Linked DNA regions of Muntiacus reevesi: region 2 is linked to region 1. Evidence: chromatin contacts called from public Hi-C data. All regions are on one chromosome and are shown on one strand. Each heading gives the region's core, a stretch centred on a gene start, on an enhancer-like site or on the middle of the called end of the contact. The rest is flanking DNA. Distances are from core to core; before and after follow the strand shown.

Region 1 (3,275 bases), core at 145-2,644:
GGCCCAGCTTGGAGTTGGGAGGGACTCTGAGTATAAAGGACCGTTTTGGCTTGGGGGGCATAGGGACCACTTTTGTAGCCATCGTGCCTTGAAATAACACACCACACTTGTTTCTGCAGAGATTCAAGAGCCACCTCTTACTGGAGAAAACCTGTCAGTCAGCTGTAGATGAGAGAAACCATGGGTCAGGCTGAGCATGCCTCTACTCCAATATGTTTCTTGGGCAGTGAGGCCACATGAAATCTAAATCAGTAAGGAAAGATAAGCTGGGGTAGGGAACTCACAACTGAAAAGAAGACCCCTTAACCTGATACTCTCAGTAAGACCCGAAAGGAATATCCTGCGAATGGAGGAAGTAGATGACCAAACCTCAAGGGCCAAACAGAAGGGAGCAAAGACAACCGGCAGAAGGCCAAAGGTCGTCCTCACGATAATGTGAAGCGCAAACTCCATTAGGAAAAGTGGTTCCACTCACGCTGGGGAAAAAAAAAAAAAAGCAACGGGCCAAAAGACAGGAAATCCGAGGTTCAATAACGAGGGCATCTGGTTAGAGGTCAGCTTGGCCACTGAATCTGGCCTCACCGCAGCCCTTGGACAGCCCTAGGATGTCCTTCAGGGGGCAGTTGGCCCAAGGAGCAACCGCAATGCCGCATGAGGGGTCTACATGTGGCCAGCCACTCTTTTCCGCCCTCAAAGTCTTGTAAGAGGGACAGGGGGCCTCTAAATGAAATCCCAGTAGGGATTTAAATTTTAAAATTTTAAAATTTAATTTAAAAAATTTTTTTAATTTAAATTTAAATTAAAAAGATTTAAATCCTTACTGATTTAAATTTCATCCCAGTAGGGCCTACTGGGCCAGGCCCACTCTGCAGCCTCTCCCACTGGCCAAGGAGCACCTTCACCGCAAAGCCCAGCTGGCGGCATTGGCTGGGGTGCGCTCCAGCAATGGCCCCTGTTTCGCTCCCTTGAGGCCGCCTCAGTCTGGTTCCCGCCCTCCCGGAGCCCCTCACCTTCTGGGGTTCTGCTGTGCCTGGGCGCACGCTGGGGACAACCCCGGACCCAGACTCAGGGAGAGACTGGGAAACTAGGCGTGAGAGGCCCAGTCCAACCCTCGCCCTTCGGGGTGTCCTCACTGGCAGCCAGCTATTATTTGTGTGAGCTGCGGTTAGTTGGGGAGGACGACCGGGACGCGGTGCCTTCTGGGAGACCGGGTGCCTAAGCGGCCGTGATGTCACGCCCGGTGCCTCGTTTCCGGTGCGGAAGCCTGGTCTCCTCGCTTGGAGCGGGCAGTCTGCGCTTCAGAAGGCGAGGTTCGAGGCCGACCAGCAGGACTTTCAGGACCGCAGGGAGGCTAGGTTGGCAGCATCCGCTTTCTCTGAGGCTGTACCTGGGAGACGGAAAGCTAAAGGCTAGCTCCAGCCCGCCAAACCTGGTTGGCACCACTCCAAGTACGGAAGGGCTAACTACAGGGGATGCTGGGAAGTGTAGTTCGGCGCCACACAGCCAATGGGAGATCGTCAGACTCGGCGGTTGGGGCGGAGCAGGATCAGGGCTCGACCGGAAGCGGGCTGTCGGGAGGACCGGAAGGTCTATGCTAGGCCGCCGCAGTTTCCGCCGCAGCACCTGGGGTCTATCAAAAAACTGAGGTGGCGGTGAGTTGGTAGTGGGTTCTGGCCTCTGTCGGGTCTAGGGTTCTGTTACAGCCGTCTCTTTCGGTAGGGGCGACCCGTTGGTCAGAGCCGGGCGACGCTCCCCTCCCCTGTATGCCAACTCCTACACTGCGGTCTGGACCGGCCATCTTACTTCCTGAGAAATCCTAATTGTCCATTCCGCTTCCGTTCTCCGTTTATTCTTTCTGCCTAGTTCACATACTCGGTTCATTCTCCAGGGAGGTATTAGTCAAGATTTTGGGCCACACAAGAGCAGAGATTGCCTTATTTCTCTGTATAAAGTCATTGTCAGTCAGGATGACTAAAGTGAAAATATAAAGGAATCCCATTTCTTAACGGAAACTGGGTGATTCAGCCATGGTCTAAAATGTGTTATGAAGAGACTACTGTCAAAACTGTGTGGCAAGAAAAGAAAGAAAAAACACAAACAAAAAACTGTATAGCAATAAGTTAAAGAATACCTGTCTTTCCAGACATAAATATTAGGAAACAAAAACAAAAACCTTCAATCAAAGCTGTGTAGTTTGAACTACGAGTGAATAAATAGAACAATAAATGCTAAAATTGATCTGAATATATGTCGACTTGTATGAAAGGGTGGCTTTTAAGCTTGGTACTAGCAATAGTTGCCTGTTCTTCCTGGAAAAAGGAAGACGCCTATCTTTACATACCCCCAAATTGGGATTTAATAGCCAATGAAAGAATATTTACGAGAATGCTAAGTTTAATATTGAGGCAGAGTAGGAAACCGAGGTGCCTTAGAGTAGAATATAAACTTGTGAGAATGTATTAAAAAAGGAAATTTTAGAAAATAATATTGATAAAGTCAAACAAGTGGTAGACTGGAATGTAATTGTGCAAGATAAGTCAAGTAAAGAATAGGCATTCCCAGCATACAGAGTTCCTGCCAACTGACTGAAGCAAAGGCCATGGAACCATTCCATAGAGGAGGATATTGACATTTGAAAAGATGTTTAGTGGGAATTCCCTGGCAGTCCATTGGTTTGGTTCCTGGTCGGGGAACTGAGACATTGCATGCATGACAGTGTGGTGAAAGAAAAAAAGAAAAGATGGTTAGCCACAGTTTGGCAGTCTTTCAAAATAGAATTATTATCAGTTCAGTTCAGTTGCTCAGTCATTTCCGACTCCCAAGCCCCATGGACTGCAGAACGCCAGGCCTCCCTGTCCATCATCAACTCCCAGAGCTTGCTCAAACTCTTGTCCATCCAGTCCATAATGTCATCCAACCATCTTAGCCTCTGTTATCCCCTTCTCCTCCTGCCCTCAATCTTTCCCAGCATCAGGATCTCTTTCATGAGTCAGTTTTTTTCATCAGGTGACCAAATTATTGGAGATTCATCGTCAGCATCAGTCCTTCCAGTGAATATTCAGTGCTGATTTCCTTTAGGATTGACTGGTTTGATCTCCTTGCAGTCCAAGGGACTCTCAAGAGTCTTCTCCAACACCATAGTTCAAAAGCATCAAGAATTACTATAGGATCAAATAATTCCATTCCTATGTATAAACCCAAGAGAAACGAAAACCTATACACAAATAGCATTGTTCATACTGGCTGAAAAGTAGAAACAACCCACTTGTCTGCGG
Region 2 (3,277 bases), core at 774-3,273, 150 kb after region 1:
AACCAGAGCCACAACTTTGTCACTATTCTCTGGGCACTGCTCCCTCACCCAGCTCTGAACCTGTTCTGGCAGAAACTGCTCCAAAACCAGCAGCTCCAGGATTTGCTCTTTTGAGTGTGTCTTAGGCCTCAGACACTGACAGCAGAGTTCTCAGAGTTTGCTAAAACCTTTATAGGGACCAGCTACCTTCTCACGGGGACCAGGTGCTCCTCACCTCCATTTCCTGGAAGCAGCGCTGCTGAAAGTGCTGGTGGGAAGCTTCGTAGTCAGGGCTGTGGCCTAGCATGGAGGGCTGATTGCTGTGTCCTGCGTGGAGTCCTTGCTTGGGGATGGTTGTGCCTGGGGACTCTTTATTGCAGTCATGCTTTGCTTCAACCTGCTGGCTCACTGACTGTCACTGCCATCCTGCAGTTCAGATTCCATCTCCTATCCCTGGGAAGCAGGTCTCCTGGATACCAGTGAAATATGTCTTTTTGGAATCAGAGACCTGAGCCTGTCATAGATGGGGAGACTCAGACTCATAGTTGAAAAAGGCTCAACTTTGAAGCAAGGCTGAGAAGAATGGAAACAAAACAAAACAAAACATAAAATCATCCCCTATTCCTTCACTCTAGTTCTTACTGTTTATTTCTGTCCTTTCTTTTACTCCTTCTCCAATCCAAGGAGCCAAAGCACCAAAAATATCAAAAAGCATAATTTTTCTCGCTAGCCTGATTTCTGTGGGTGAATTCCCCAAACGGTTCCTCACAGGGTCATCCATCTGTCCCTACTCATGCTCCCCACGTGCCTGTGGCTTGTCCCTGTCCTGCCTACCCTCAGAAGCTTGGATCCAGCTTCCCAATTCCTCCTTTTCTTAGGAGGGAAAAGTATCAACCTCATTAATATCACACCCTCCTCCCACCACCACCACCACCACACACACACACAGTGTGGATAAGAAATGCATTTATTTCCCAGCATTCCTTCTCCACTTCTGACAGAAGCATCTTCTCCCTTTGTGAAAAAGTCCCTTTCTATTCCATTGTCTCTGGTGGGGCTATTCATTACAGTACCTTTCCTCCAACCCCAGGAGTGGGCAACTCACATAGGCTGGGCCTGTCAGAATTCTCTGGGATTTTACATACAGCTGAGGTGAGAAAAGTTCCAAATTTCCTGGAAATTGCTAAACTGGGAGGATGTAAGACAGAAGTTTTTTGCAATTAGGTGCCGTTTTCCATTCCACTCCTCCTCCAAAGGCCCGAGTCCGTTTATAGGAGTAAAAAACGGATTCAGGTTGCCTTTCTTCCAAAGCACTGTACTGTGAGCAGTGCTTTTTAACGAAGGAGCATCACAGAGCATAGTTTCTCAGCAGCAAGGCAAAGACTAGAAACTACACTCCTTGCCTTACACCTTTCCATACACCCCACACCTTCTCTCGATGAAGAATAATTCAATGAATGCTACCCTAGTTCCATGCAGAAGGCGGAGCCTGCACTCTAATTGATTCCTAATATCCCATTCATAGTTCATTTAAAAATACTCCTGTCTCAAAAATGTGTACGCTCAGCGGAAAGTAGAACGAGGATGGGGAGTCGGGCCGATTAACTTTTCACTCGTCATCCAGGATGCCCCGGGCTAGGGTTAGGATCTGCGGCTGAAGACTAGGAAACAAGTCCGCGGATTGCCGCTGTACTAGCGGGGGCGAGATGGGCAGGGTCACTGGCCGGAGGGAGTCTGCGCTCGGGCACAGGGATCGGGACAGTCCTGGCCCAACCGCCTCTGCGACGACTGCCAGCGAAGACCCCCGGGCCGCAAGGAAGCTGAGCGCTCAAAGGTAGGCGCACGCGCGACTCCAGACTCGCTCAGCCTCGGCGCCGGAAGTCGGCGCCCAGAGCGCGGGCTCGAATCGGTCCACTGCGCTTGCTCGCGAATCGTGCAAACGGACTGCAACTCCCGGCTTGCACTGCGACAGCGGCCAGCATCGGTAGACTCAGAAGCCAATAGGAGAGCTAGGACGCTTCCGAGGAGCCAACCCCTCTGCGGAGGAGGCGGGCCCTCCCGTGACAGAATTCCACGGCAGCTCTTGGGAGTGTCCGCGACAAGAGGCTTCTGCCCCGCCCCCAGCCGTGGCTCCGGGGTCCCCAGAGAGGTGAGTCGCGTGCAGGTGGGCGCGGGTTGCAGGGCTGTCGATCGCGCTGTCGTCGCAGGCGCCACCCCCAGTTCGCATCGGCCACGTAATCGAGCCGCGCGCCAGAGTGCTGCAGCTTCGTGGAGCTCGGGCCAGCTGGGGCGCGAAGCCCGGCGTCCTCAGAGGCCGGAGCGGCTGGGCCTCGGTACCTCGGGGGCGAGCAACCGGCGCGCCACCGTGTACCTTGCTCGCCCGCAGGAGGTTTCCGCTAACTCCCAACCCTCGGCGTGCGCCGGGGCTTGCCTGGGCTCGCCCTGTAGCGCGGCGAGATGCTGGAGGTCGGCCTGAGGAGGATGCGAGAGAGCTGGTGTAGGCTACCTGGATGACAGTCTCAACTTTTCCCAGGAATTCCTGCCAGCCCATTCCTGCCAGCGCATTTCCCCTGAGACCTGTTGTGCTTGACGCTAAAATGAAAGCACTATTTTCCCCAGTTTCCTTTTAGGACATTATGACTTTTCGCCTTTGCAAGACAGTTCAAGACGCTGGCAGGAAAACAAAAAACTTCCCACTCCAAGGGACTGTGTTGTCGTCAGGAGTTTGGGATCAAGGCCAGCGAACGAGGAGCCTCTGTCTGCATCCTTTCCTTTCCAACATCCTCAGAGGACCTTCGTTTCTAGCATCTTTCTAGTATTCGGGCCATGGTCCCGAAGGCTTGACCTGTTTACCAGGAGAGAGAAGCTGGCTCCTGAGCCCAAAAATGGCGGCTAAGATGGAGATAACTTTGAGCTCGCAGTCCCATATTCAGGCTTCCTCCAAGCAGGAGAGACATATAATAGCAAAGCTAGAAGAAAAACGGGAGCCCCCTCTGCAAAAAGACTGGCCCGATCCTGAGCTCTCCCGCCAGAGTTTTAGACGGTTTTGTTATCAAGAGGCATCTGGACCCCAGGAGGCACTCTCCCACCTCCGGCAGCTGTGCCGTCAGTGGCTGCAGCCCGAGGTGCACACCAAAGAGCAGATTTTGGAGCTGTTGGTGCTGGAGCAGTTCCTGAACATCCTGCCCGCAGAGATCCAGGCTCGGGCCAGGCATCGATGTCCAGTGAGCAGCAAGGAGATCGTGACCCTTGTGGAAGATTTTCATCGAGCAGCCAAGGGACCAAAGCAGTGGGTAAG

Evidence for each region. A called contact is a pair of places that touch in the nucleus more often than the background predicts.
Region 2: a contact with region 1 is called in a Hi-C map of muscle, with 4 times the contacts expected there. The contact joins the promoter of ZNF174 here to the promoter of ZNF200 in region 1. A contact is called at or near these places in 2 of 3 Hi-C or Micro-C datasets (blood and muscle).

Annotation. Positions count from the first base shown.
Region 1 is chr2:182,005,304-182,008,578 of mMunRee1.1, forward strand. ZNF200 (zinc finger protein 200) reads right to left here and starts at 1,395. Exons shown (of 5, transcript XM_065924188.1): 1 at 1,011-1,395; 2 at 1-162. The coding sequence starts at 82. LOC136160480 (a long non-coding RNA gene) reads left to right here and starts at 1,583. Exons shown (of 3, transcript XR_010661625.1): 1 at 1,583-1,652.
Region 2 is chr2:182,159,031-182,162,307 of mMunRee1.1, forward strand. It overlaps ZNF174 (zinc finger protein 174), which reads left to right and starts at 2,024. Exons shown (of 5, transcript XM_065924183.1): 1 at 2,024-2,128; 2 at 2,599-3,272. The coding sequence starts at 2,865.